Linked DNA regions of Gossypium arboreum: regions 1 and 3 are each linked to region 2. A link is a contact called in public Hi-C data. All regions are on one chromosome and are shown on one strand. The core of a region is the stretch at or near the end of the contact, and the rest is flanking DNA. Distances in the headings are between cores, read along the strand shown.

Region 1 (4,224 bases), core at 1,157-3,656, 810 kb after region 2:
ATGAAGTTTAGAAGTTTACATTGGATAAAGCAAATACCTGATGTAAAGTTGAAGTATCTGTATCAGCGCCATTCAAAACTGCAAAATTAAGCCCCAATATTTCATGCCTATCATAGCCTATTGAGGCAAAGAAGTAGGTAAGCAGCTACATAAACTGCATCCTTAATTGAATTTACAAACAATCTACTCTAGTTCTTTCCCTTTTCAATGGTTAAGCAATTATGAGGTTGACTATGATGCCTAGATTAGGTAAAGCACCTGTCAATTTTAAGAAGGCGTCACTTGCATAAACTATAGGCATCCCGGGTAAATGTGAATCAATTCTGCAAGGCCACAAAATATGTTGCAGGTAACCCAAAGAAAGAGACATCAGAAATCCCTGATAAAGCTGATTATATGATAAAATAAAATAAGAAAATTAAAGAATTTGCAAACAACTCACAGTACAAAGCTTTGTTTGATTCTACCAAGTGATATATTTAATGATGAACTGACGTAGCATACCCCAGGTACACTGCATCTCGTCCCACAGACCAATCTGCCAGTTGACTCACTATAGTTGGTTAGCACAGACAAGATGCTGTTAAATGCATTCACTGCCATTCGCTTCTCAAAATCACTTGCCTCGCATGTCTCTTCAATATCTAATACTGTAATATACACTTTATAGATGAGAACTCAAACAAGTAAATCCAATTGCAAATGGAACATGAAGATAGCTGTCATCAAAACAAAGAGTGAAACATCAATTAAGCAGGCAGATAATGGATGGAAAATTGAGGGTGGAAATGGAAAAAGTTCATAGGTGAGTGCAAAAAGTGCTATTTATGAACATATTTGCAATTATACGTACAGTTGCCAACAAGTATACTAGTAGTCGAAGCATACTGAATAAAAATATTTTTCATACCAGTGTCCAGTTACTTAGTTTAGACCAAATACTAAAGCTATGTTACATTTAATTAGGCTCTGGAGCTCACAAACGAGCAATAATTTGATTGCATCAAATGTATGAGCAAACCGCAGTTGATCGAACAATAATGGCTACATTATAAAACATATGTAGCTGAGAAAACGAACCATTAGTAGCGGAATCCAAGGACAAAACACGACCCAATTCCAGCACAGGATTGGTATCCACTTCCTTCCTACAAGAGCCGAACATAATCTCATTAAAGCCCGAGCCATCCTCATTCAAGTTCACCCCTCCGTTCCTCCTGGGTTTCCTGGTAATCGGGACCTGAACAGCCACGAAATGAATCACCCTCCCATCTTCTTTGCCAAAAACCGGACTCATATGAAACAACATCCAAAACGGCGTCCCGTCTTTACGATAATTCACCAAATTCACTTGAACATCCCTCTCTTGTCGAATCGCTTCGCTTATTTCCATCGCCGTTCTCCGATTGGTTTTGGGGCCCTGAAATATCTTGCCGTTTTGGCCGATCACTTCTTCTAGGGAATAACCCGACATTTTTAGGAAGCCCCGGCTGGCAAAAACGATAGGGTGGCCTGAAATAGAAGGATCGGTGATGGTGAAATTGTCGGGTAGTTCGTCGAGAGCTTCGCGAACCCATTGGGAGTAACGGGTATTGAAAGATTGTTGGATTAAACCCAATTTAGAATCCATCTTCGTCGTTGTTGGCGTTGTTTTTTAAGACCTGCGATTCTGGGTTTCGCGGTTGGAACCAATCCCATGTGGGTAGTAATATATTTGAAAGAAGTTTGAAGAATTCGCAGACTGAAAATATCAAAGAAAAAAAGCAAAAGACAGGAACCGAGAACAGAAAAAGCTTTAAAAATTCTAAAAATTACTAGGAGAAGGTGGAAGAGTATTGAATGTAAAGTTGATTAATAGTAATGTTTTGTCTTTTAGAAGCAAACTGTGTGTGTGTGGGAGTGAGTAAGGTGAAAAGGAAGAAAAGGAGTGGGTGTGAGAAGTGGGAAATTGGGAAAATATCTTAGGAAATCAAAATTAGGAGCGAATGAACAACGATGCTTGAGCAATTCCAATCAATCGTTTTTCTTTTTTGGTTTTTTGCCTTTTGGCTTCAATGAATGAATATTTGTGATGATTGGGAGTTGCCCAGTTGGAGAATCATCTACCTCTACTATTACTATTGCAAACTATAAACCACAAACTAGGAGCCTGGAAACAAAAAGCAGAATGCAGTCAAGCATTACGTTTCCATAGTTAATTTGATTGGCTTCGAACAACTTGACAATTGATGTGATGGATTTTTTTCTATAATCCAACAAAAATGGTAAGATTAGTATTAAACATTTAGATGAGAGATCATATGAATTAAGAGTGAAGAAAACAAAAGAGAAGGGCCTCTCACAAAGTATAAAGGTGGAAGGTTCCCAACCAATTTACGCTACAAATCCAACCAAAATCCCTCCTTTTAAATGTCTTACAAATTCCACTTTTGTTTAAAATTAAAATAAATTAATTTTTGTATTAAAATTTTTCATTCATTTTCACTCAAATCTATTCCATTACCCTATTTCTCTACTCAAAACAGAATGCCCCCCCGCCCCTTCTTTTATTCAATTATTATTGACCCCAATGCAACAAAATATAAAAACTTCCAAAGTTGAATTATATAATTTGTCTATAGCCATTTTATTTCTCCAGGCTGAGACAGGGAAAGAAAGAAAAGCCGAGGTGGCACAATTCTCTCTCATACTTATCCTTTTAGCCGCGTCATCTCATTGTCATTCTTTTCTTAACTTATTATTTTTCAAGTCACAAGAAACCGAGTCAAATCACATTCATTTTCCTGATGTGTTTTTGGTACTCAAATGTTAAATGTCTACTCATTTAATTATTTTATATTTATAGTTTACAACAAAACTACACAATGCATACTTATTCCCTTTTATTTTAAAAAACTAACTGAGGTTGGATTGCTTATTTACAAGATCAATTTTAGTGGAAAACACAAAATACCTTTAGTTAATTACTATTATTCAATTACCCTTTTTAATTATTTTAAAACATATTCATGAAGTAAGTGAAAAAATAAAGAAATTATATAAATTAATAATTAGATTTCAGTGAAAATAACAAAATTAACAATTTAAATAATTATCTTCTCTATTAGATTTAAGAAATTTTATAATTACTTAAATAAAATTTAAAATTTTGTAAAAATATATTTAAAAATTTCATTATAAATATTATAAAACAATTAAATAATTTTTTAATTTATACATATAACCATGTGCAGGCAAACAAACTAATCATATTATATTATATTATATTATATTATGACACATTCATGACAAAATTGACATCTTAAAAGTTTGAAGTCTTGTATTGAAGTGTTGTCATAAGTGTTTTAGTTTGAATTTAAATTAATTTTAATAAATTTATTGTAAAAGTATAGAAATTTCAAAGCCATATAATAATATTTATTAATTGTTTTAGAATTTCAGTTTTAATATTTTTTATTAAGTTAATATCAAGTTAATTCGTGATATTAATTTAATAAAATAGTTAAATAATAGTATAGATTATATTTTAGGGATAAATCTTAAAATTATATATGAACTTTGATCTAATATATGATTTAATATATAAATTTTGATTTGGTGTAATTATACACATAAAATTTGATTTTGGTTCAAATTTCTATATGATACTTTAAATTTTATATTTTATTTAATCATACACATTTAAAGAAATAAATACATTAATTTATTTTTATAATAGATAAATATAATTATTTATGTATGCAATACATAACTATAAAATGATGTTATATCAATAATTGTGTTAATAATTTGTGAGAATTGAATCCAATCAAAATTTCATATTTAAAATTGCACTTTAGACCAAAGTTCATGTATAATTTTGAGATCTATTCCTATAGCCTAATATAATGTGTACATTAAATGTAATTTATTTTAAAGTTAATTTATGTATGTTTATTTTAATAATTTTTATAAATAATAATTAATTATATTTTATTTTATCTTCTTTATTTTTTAATTTTTAATCACTTTTTGTGCAAATACATATAAAATATTTTAGACTTAATTTTATTCAACTATATATTATCATTGAGTTGATTGCATTAAATTATTACTTTAAATAAAATAATTAAATCTTTTGGAAGTTTAAGTAAATAGGAAAATAAATAAAATTATATGTTAATAAGTAAAGTAAATTTGCACAAATATTAGTTTGAAGTAACTTTCAACTTCCTAATTTTTATA
Region 2 (4,329 bases), core at 668-3,167:
TTGAACATAGCTAATTAATTAATAATATTTGGAATGCGGAGTTGTTTATCTGGAAACAATATCTGAGTTTTCTTTTGATTTCTTATATGAGTACACACAATTAAAAAAGTGAAACTAATTAATAATATAGTATATGTCATAGACTGTTGTTTTGTTGCTGCACAAAATCTAAGATGCAAAATAGCAACTAGCTAGAGCAAAATAACATATTGTAGAACAAATTTATGTATATATATTAATTATAATAAAGTAGTATATGTTGCTGGTTGAATAAAATATCCATGGATATTCTTCTCTGACACTCTGCCCAGTTGATAATATTAGTCACCAGTCCAAGGCGATCTTCCTAGAACTATAAAGCTTATCAATGTATGCTATTACTGGGCGCGATGCTTCGATGTACCTTCTCATTTTCTTCTCTGCTGTATGATCTGCATACACACACATATATATATATATATAGATATATATATAAATATATAAAGATTAAAAAGTACAAGGAAAAGAAGAGAATACATGATGATGATCAAAGTTATTTTGCGAAAGATATTAAGCATCCATTCCATATGCTATGTTGCTCTCTCCTCAACATATAGAAACTCACCTGTTTCATTGAGCTTCTGTAAAAGTTCTTCCCTTGTTGGAAGAGTATACATTCCAGCAGAAACCGCAGTCCTGACTGCCCATGTGTGGTATGGTGCACACACTTGAGAATAAGCTGTTGAAGCTGCATCCTTCAAATAGTAATCACTACAATTTGGAACCAAATAAATAATAATAAGGAAGTTGAAGCATAAAATGGTGACATGAAAAAGGAGAGTTACATTCCATATGTGCATTCTAGTGTGTATTTTATCAAGGAAACAGAGGAAAACAAAATTTTCAGCTAATCCCATGTTGATTATGGTCTAAAGCCTCTGCCTTTAGTCTCCTAATCTCGGTTTCAGGTGTCATTTTTAGAACTTTGCCATAGTAAAAAAGGGTCACAGGCATATCACACGTTACATAACTTGTAAATACTATAAATTTCTCTTAAAATCAAGAGAAAAAGAAAAGATGGAAGGACGAAACATACTCGGTTGACAGAAATTCTTCAAATAAAGCCCGGATGAGGTCAAGACCCTGTCTAACTCGCCGCAGATTACGCGAATGGCTTCCTGGTTTTTTCACCGTGTCATTAGCAACATCACGATCAAGTACATTTTCTAAAGTGGCATACGTCTTGGATGCTTCCACAAGATCATGTACCTTATCAAAGCATTAATCATTTCATTACATCACGGCATTGAGAATTTGTATAAAAACAAATGCAAACCAAAAGAAAATAGGCCTTGACGAAATGCTGTATTGTATATGGATGTTAACAACATCAGAAAATCTGTCTATACGCTATCTGCATTTTTTAAGTTTACATTGATTGATTGGCATCAATTATACATATAATAAGGTTTCTCAATGCAATTCCTGACAGCCTAAAGAAACATGATTCCAGTTTCTAGCAATGTAAAGGCAATGAACCTTGGCGACGTACTCCATCTCGGCGAATTTGAAGGCGAGGCCGAGGCAGCTAAAAAGAACAGAAACCAGAGAACATGCTTCACAGAAATTATCCAACCGGAGTTTTTGATCCTTAGTCTGAGATCCCAAGAATCCCGACAGCTCCTCAAACGCCTTCGCTATAGCCGACAGAGGCGTTTTAGTTGTCATGGACATCTTGGTTTGAGAATGATTAAAACCATTATCTGCACCTTCATCCATGGCTTATATCATAACTATCTTTAATTTTTGTTCTTTAGGATTCCCAATTCGCTTTGAAACCGTCCAACATTTTGAATTTTCATCAAGAAAAGGTAAATTGGACTAGTGTTTTACGTGTCTCGGATTCATTTATTTTCTTTCTGTTGTCTAAACATGACAAAGTGTTGTGGGGGATATTTAGTGGTCACACTACAAACACGGTCCGCCACTTGGATTTCGACTTTTATGGGAGAAGGAAAAAAAAAACACACTTTGGAAAATTCCAACACATTTGTGGTCCTTTTGCTTCCCTGTCGTTACTCGTTGCTTTTTTAATCGTCTGTTTGATGGGGATGGATGGGTTACAATAAATTCGGCCCAAATACAGCTGGTAACTCCCTTGAGCAATTATCGTCATTGGTTATGTTGAAAACTTAACGGATCACGTCCCTTCTACCATCGATTTTCATAATTAATACAAACTAAATTTGAATTTTAAGAACAAAGAAATATAAGACTTTGAACCTCGAATGAGTATATTCTTGTTTTGCTGGCTAAGTATATCCTTGTTTGTCTTGCCTTTGCTTGGCTGCTCGTCTATCGATATATTAAAGGATCTGGTTGACTAACAAGTGTTGAGCTCCCAAGATAAATAAATAAATAAAGAAGAAGAAGTGATTGGACTTGGTAAACCATAATTAAAAAAAAAAAAAAGAAAAAGAGATAGTTTACTAAATTTCAACCTTATTTTTATTTTTATTTTGATACAGTCATTGCTAGGACTAGAACCTGGGAATCCAAAATAATCAAACCTTGCTTGCAGCTTCTTCAGATTCAGCGTCTTTGGTAGGGGTTTGAATGGGCTTATAAGTATAGAGCTTGGCACAACAGATATAGTAAAGAAGATTAACCACTTGCAAGCCGGTGATCAACCAGTAAAACAACTCCAATTTCCCCTTGTTTAAATTGTTATCTGGGAGCCAATTTGATCCGTCAGGTTTAGCACTATATTTGTGCACTAAAGAGACCAGCAACGTACTCACATAATTCCCAACTGAAATTGCAGTCCAGAACAAAGCAGTAGCGCTGCTCCTCATGCTTTCTGGTGATTGATCATAAAAGAACTCCAAGCGTCCAATTGACATGAAAGCCTCAGCTATTCCATGTAGACCGTACTGAGGCACGAGCGAAAAGACTGACATGGGGATGATAGAATGAGGCTTGTCCTCAAGCCCATGTGCCACAGCTGCTTGTTTACGCTTCCCTTCTATGAACCCTGCTACGAGAGTGGCTAATACTGAGATCAAAAACCCGATTCCCATCCGGTGCAAGAAGGTGATGCCGCGGTCCAGCCCTGTGAACCTTCGGGCAATGCGGATTAAAAAGCGGTCGTACAAGGCTATGGTGGAGAGCATGGCTAGCATGGTGAAGACAGACATGGAACCAGCAGGGATTTGGAAGGAGTTGGTGAGGTGCCTGTCCATGGTTTTGGCTTGTTGGAGGGAGAATGTGCCTTGCTGAGCATAGGCTGTGATGAGGAGGATTCCTGATGCCCATATTGGTCCCATTCGGATCAAAGATTTCAATTCCTCCACTCGATGAACACTGTTTAGTCTCCATAGATTTGGAGCTTTTACATTATCTTCTTCAGTCACAATGGCTGCCTTGTCAAGAAATCTGCAACCCACCACTCACCATATACATTAATTAATTGATTAGTACTCAATTTGGCAATATTATTTCAGACCAAGTTGTTGGAGTTTTCAAAATTTTATTCCAGTGTCACCATAACCAGAGGGCTGATAATTTATTTATGGTTGTGGGCAACCCATTAGGTTACCAGAGCGAGTTGCAGGTTAACTAATAATGAGTAAAATAAAATAAAAGTGCTGGCATCCGGTTGTATGGTGGGGTTTGATAGTTTCCGATGCGATACAGGCATTAAAAAGAGCTTTTGTTTTCATTGTAATAAAATGCAGCCGTACGTGGATGGTGTTTGTTTAGCGATAAGAACTGAGGTAGTGGATGTGGCGCCCCCTACTCCCAGTTATTACGAGCCTTCTCTTTTGCATAATTACCCACAACCACAGCCACAGTATATGTACGAGGGTAAAATAATTTAAAACATTTAGATAATACTTTTTCTTATAATGATATAAAAATAATTTATAAAAAGTTGGTAGCAATAAAATCTTTCAAGGTGATTTCCACTGTCCTCAACATTTCATTTATCTCACTCTTTTATATTTTTCCTATTATTGTCCCAAATATGGATGGACATGTATTCACTTTTCTAAATGGTTCCAAAATCCCTTTTAAGAAATTTTCCTCTCCCCACCACACACATTTACAAAAATAAAATAAAATAAAATAAAATCCAAAGTTTTATATCCCAACTTTATAAAAATTAAGAAAAATTAGTCACTCTAATTTACATAAACTTCAAATATTGATTTTTATTAATTTGTAACACATAAATCGTAATGTTTGTATATAAATTATTAAATTGTTCATAATTTAAAATAAAATTTAAAGTTTATTTTTATAAAATATTAGAATTAAATTTGATAAATTAAAATTTTCATATCAGAC
Region 3 (4,191 bases), core at 828-3,327, 720 kb after region 2:
CTGAAGTCTTAGTGGAATAGGCTAACTCTTTTCCAAAAGATGCGTCATGGGAGTCTCTCGACCTGCTTCAAACCAAATTTCCTCATTTTCATCCTTGAGGACAAGAATTTTTCCTAGGAAAGAAGTACTGATACGGGCTAGAAAACAAGGAGCAGAAAATAGAAGATAAAAGGAAAGAAGTTAGTTTAAACAGTTAACCTCATTTAATTAAAAGTAGAGTTTTGATCTTAAGTAAAACGGAGAGTTTTGATTCTAAGGTTAAAACAGTAAACGGGGCGCAGAACATTAGTGAAACGTTGCGTTTGGTTATAACAAAATTTTCCACGCTGTTCTTTTGTTATTTTCTCTTATTAAACATGAGTTGTATAGGGCAAGCAGTTATCAATATACAGATGAACATTTAGATTTCTCTCTTCTTCCTCGTTTTTCTTCTTCTCTCTCAATCTTCTTTTACTCTAAGTTTTTTCGCGCAACAAGGTGTCGTCGCCACTCGCTACCATCCTATGATGCCCCTGTAGCTCCTGTATTGCTTCCCTCAATCAGTCCTCAGCCTCAGGTAGTCGTCACTCTTCTCCGCGCTGTCTACCAACAACCACGCCGTGGAAATCAAGTTTTTAGAGAGAGTCGACATTTTAAATTCGATAATAATTGATAAGTTAGTTCTTTCTAATTAACTTTATTGTTGTAATAAAAACATTTTTTATTTCTCTCCCTGTTTGTCTTAATTTTCCTGTAAAATTTCAAAAAGAAAATGCTGCATGGTGATTTTTTTTACAAATGGCATTAATATCTAGAATTAAATGGGTAAGGTACTCAAACTGACTGAAAAAAAAATTGAAGTACCAAAAAATGGGTATAATATAGAGGGTAATATTTGAAATAAGCCTAACAAGAAAATGGATATGTAGTAGTATTTTTTACTCATGAGACCGCACATCCAATTTCTATCATCTTTTCATATCTTCAAGCATTATTGCACATAAGCTTGTCGGTAGGAGATTGGGAGCCATTAATATAATAATCCTCCATTGTATGGCTATTAGATTCTATCATGTCAAGCAATTAGCAATCGTCCAGCCGAAGTGATCTTATCACTACCCTTTGCTTCTTTTAACCACTGTTTTCAATTTGTTAACTGGGGATTCCATTCATTTGTGTAAACATTGGATTTTGGGTTTGGGGAAACAGTATTCATGATAATCACACGGCCACAAAAGACATTTTCATAAAGCTGCCGTATGTGTATATATATATATATATCCATGTCATCGTCATCCACTTGCTAAATTCCTGAGTGTACACGGACTAAAGAATATATTCTTTATCTTATAATTATATATAAATCAGAAAATTTTATTATAACAGTACTGGAAGGAGAAAGATATGGAAGATAATCAAAATGTCAAGTGAAAAATGAAACAAGATTAAAGATAAGTTTTATATTGTTGTTCTGATTCTGTAGTGGTGGAATCCGATTCTATAGTGGCTGCTTCTCGGTACACCAATACTCGATATCAACCTTGGCGCCCCTGGGAGATTCTTAAACCACTTAACCACTTGTGGTTGAACATGAAGACAGTGGTTTTTGTCAACGTTTGGCGCCACACCTCCTAAGGGGGCATTTATCGATCAGCTGCTCACTGTGTGTTGCTTCTTGCTGGTTTTGTTCTACTCCTCAAGGCGTGTACTGCTTTGTTGTTTCTATTTGCTAACTGAATTCATATTTTGTTGGAAGAAAAGACAAAAACAAATACTATCATTAGGCATCCGCGACGAAGGTTTTGGCTTTCGATGGTCAAAGAAAGAGAAAGGTACTTTTTTGTTTTTTTGGGTTCCTTTAATAATGGGTGGGGAGAATTTGATATATTTCTCTCCTAATCTTCCTCCTCTGAAGCATTTTTACTATAAGTTAGCAATCTTTAATACTATAAGTTAGCAATCTTTAATAAAAGAAACTTTGTTATTACAAAAATAAACTGTTCGTTAATATGATAATTTTCAAATAAAATAATAAAATGAAAGAATTCTTAGTATAAAACAAAAGGTTCCAAGGATGATGAGTCAAAAAGTAACTTATGTGAAGTGTGAAGACCATTCTCTCCTCCAAGTTGAAATGAAACCATCAAATGCTCTTCCCTTCCCCTCTCTTTAAATACCCCCACCACTCTCACCATGCTTTTCTACTCACACTCGAGATCAAATACCAACATAATTACCCAAGTTGAGAATAGGAGAGAGAAAAAACAATGGTGGGTTCCCCCCCCCCCCCGCCCTTTTAATTTTTTTATTTTGCTGCTCTTTTTATGTTGTCATCTCACTCATTATTCGTCCTCTCGTTGCTTCATTCAAAGTACAAACAACAGACAACAAACCTATGTTGCTTTCCTAGATACTATTACTAACTCGCCTTTTATTGTACAGGAAGGAGGATACCAGGATAATAGATGGGAAGGGTATGTGGATTGGAGGGGCAGACCTGCTTTAAGGGGCCAACATGGTTGCATGGTGGCTGCCTCCTTTGTCTTGGGTTAGTTACCTGATCTATTCCTTTTTGTTGCTTTTGACACAAATCAAGGGTGAGCTTCCGCTGTAGGCTTATTTTATAGGTTGGTTCCATCGCTTAGTTTAATGATAAATTTTGGCTGTACGTAGTTGTGGAAGTGCTGGAGAACCTGGCCTACTTGGCAAATAGTAGCAACCTGGTGCTGTATCTGTCAAAGCACATGCACTTATCTCCATCAAAATCGGCAAACTATGTCACCAATTTCATGGGGACAGCCTTCCTTCTGGCTCTGCTTGGGGGCTTCTTATCCGACACTTTCTTCACTACTTTTCACATCTACCTCATAAGCGCACTCATCCAATTCCTGGTACTCCATTTTCACACACTTATCTTTAGAACTCTCTATGTATTGTTTCATTATTGCACTTCATCCGCATTGTGGTTGTCATAAATAAAAGACACGGGCAAAAATCTGATAGTGTTCCCTCCCTGCGAGTTCGGTATAAACAAAAAAACCCAGTCCGCCTAGATACAACAACTAACGTGGCCTTAGTAAAAAATGTCAGTATATTTGTCCACTTTCTTTCGGATCCCAAAAGTAAACTAATTCTGAGATAATAAAACAGGGTCTGTTTCAATTCAACCTTCCATCACATATTGGAACTTCCAACAACAATCGGTTATGTTAACTATGCTTTCAAATGCCTCGTATTCCATTAAAGAAATTCCTTTTTTTCTTATCCATAAATTGGGAAGTGGGGCGAGTGGGTCCTGGAGTAGGCCAATGTTGGGGTATTAGTCATGGGACTTATCCTTACAAAGCCGACGCCTTGGGATTTTAGTTTAACGATAAGAGAGCTTTAGCTCTACACGTACCGCATGAGTGTCAAACAGTCGCTGGAGCTCCTACCCTATGTCGTACGTCTAATACACGGTAATTTTCAACTCTCATCCACCAATCACTGTACAGTATGTGGCTGGAGAAAGAGACGAATCCGAAGAAAATACTGGGAAAACCAAATCCATTTAATAATGGGTGCGTAGCTTTCTTCGAATGAAAAAGGGAAATGAAGCAAAGGTTGCTCATTTCATTTTAGGCAGGCTCATGAACCACGTGGGCGGCCATTGATAGAGCCCAAGCGAAACTTGAAAGTCTATTTAACTGAGAATCATGCTCACCCTGCACAATTCAATATAACAAAGCCATGTCGTCAACAACCCGGTTTCTTTACAGCAACATATCATTGAAATCTTCGCAGTGCAATCCTTGTGTGGCTAACGCCACATAACGGAAAAACCAAATTGAACGGCCCAACAAGTTGGACCTTAATGCTATCGGCTTTTCGGTTTAGTATGTGGAAATCAATCATATAGGGAACTGACGAATCAGTTTGATCCAGGCGTACTCATCTCCTCTTCCCTATCTATTGTACTCATCTCCTCTTCCCTATCTATTATACAACCTTGGATGCTGTGTATGTATGGATTTCGGACTTGAAAGTCTTTCTTATGTTTGAAAACTGCATGAAACCGAGTTTACCTAGCTGTATAAGGAATTGAATGCAAGCTTCATTTCTTCCCATGAATGCCTTAAAAGAGATACAAAGGAAAGAGAAAGGAATGCTTATTATGAATCAAAGTTATTCAAATTAATTGCTGGGGGACTTCTAAAGTCTACACACTTGCTA

Evidence for each region. Hi-C and Micro-C count contacts between places; a contact is called where the count stands out from the background.
Region 1: a Hi-C map of leaf shows a contact between it and region 2, with 4 times the contacts expected there. The contact joins the promoter of LOC108474015 here to the promoter of LOC108472982 in region 2. A contact is called at or near these places in 2 of 5 Hi-C or Micro-C datasets (both in leaf).
Region 3: a contact with region 2 is called in a Hi-C map of leaf, with 6 times the contacts expected there. The contact joins the promoter of LOC108472914 here to the promoter of LOC108472982 in region 2. A contact is called at or near these places in 2 of 5 Hi-C or Micro-C datasets (both in leaf).

What each region holds. Positions count from the first base shown.
Region 1 is chr3:56,656,491-56,660,714 of ASM2569848v2, reverse strand. LOC108474015 (protein TWIN LOV 1) reads right to left here and starts at 2,406. Exons shown (of 8, transcript XM_053025712.1): 1 at 1,081-2,406; 2 at 443-650; 3 at 259-323; 4 at 38-78. The coding sequence starts at 1,630.
Region 2 is chr3:57,470,300-57,474,628 of ASM2569848v2, reverse strand. It overlaps LOC108472982 (ACD11 homolog protein), which reads right to left and starts at 1,917. Exons shown (of 4, transcript XM_017774549.2): 1 at 1,519-1,917; 2 at 1,076-1,248; 3 at 605-750; 4 at 42-431. The coding sequence starts at 1,758. The coding sequence ends at 325. LOC108470848 (protein NRT1/ PTR FAMILY 3.1-like) reads right to left here. Exons shown (of 4, transcript XM_017772343.2): 4 at 2,465-3,414. The coding sequence ends at 2,544.
Region 3 is chr3:56,749,405-56,753,595 of ASM2569848v2, reverse strand. LOC108472914 (protein NRT1/ PTR FAMILY 4.6-like) reads left to right here and starts at 2,077. Exons shown (of 5, transcript XM_017774479.2): 1 at 2,077-2,249; 2 at 2,422-2,527; 3 at 2,653-2,870. The coding sequence starts at 2,247.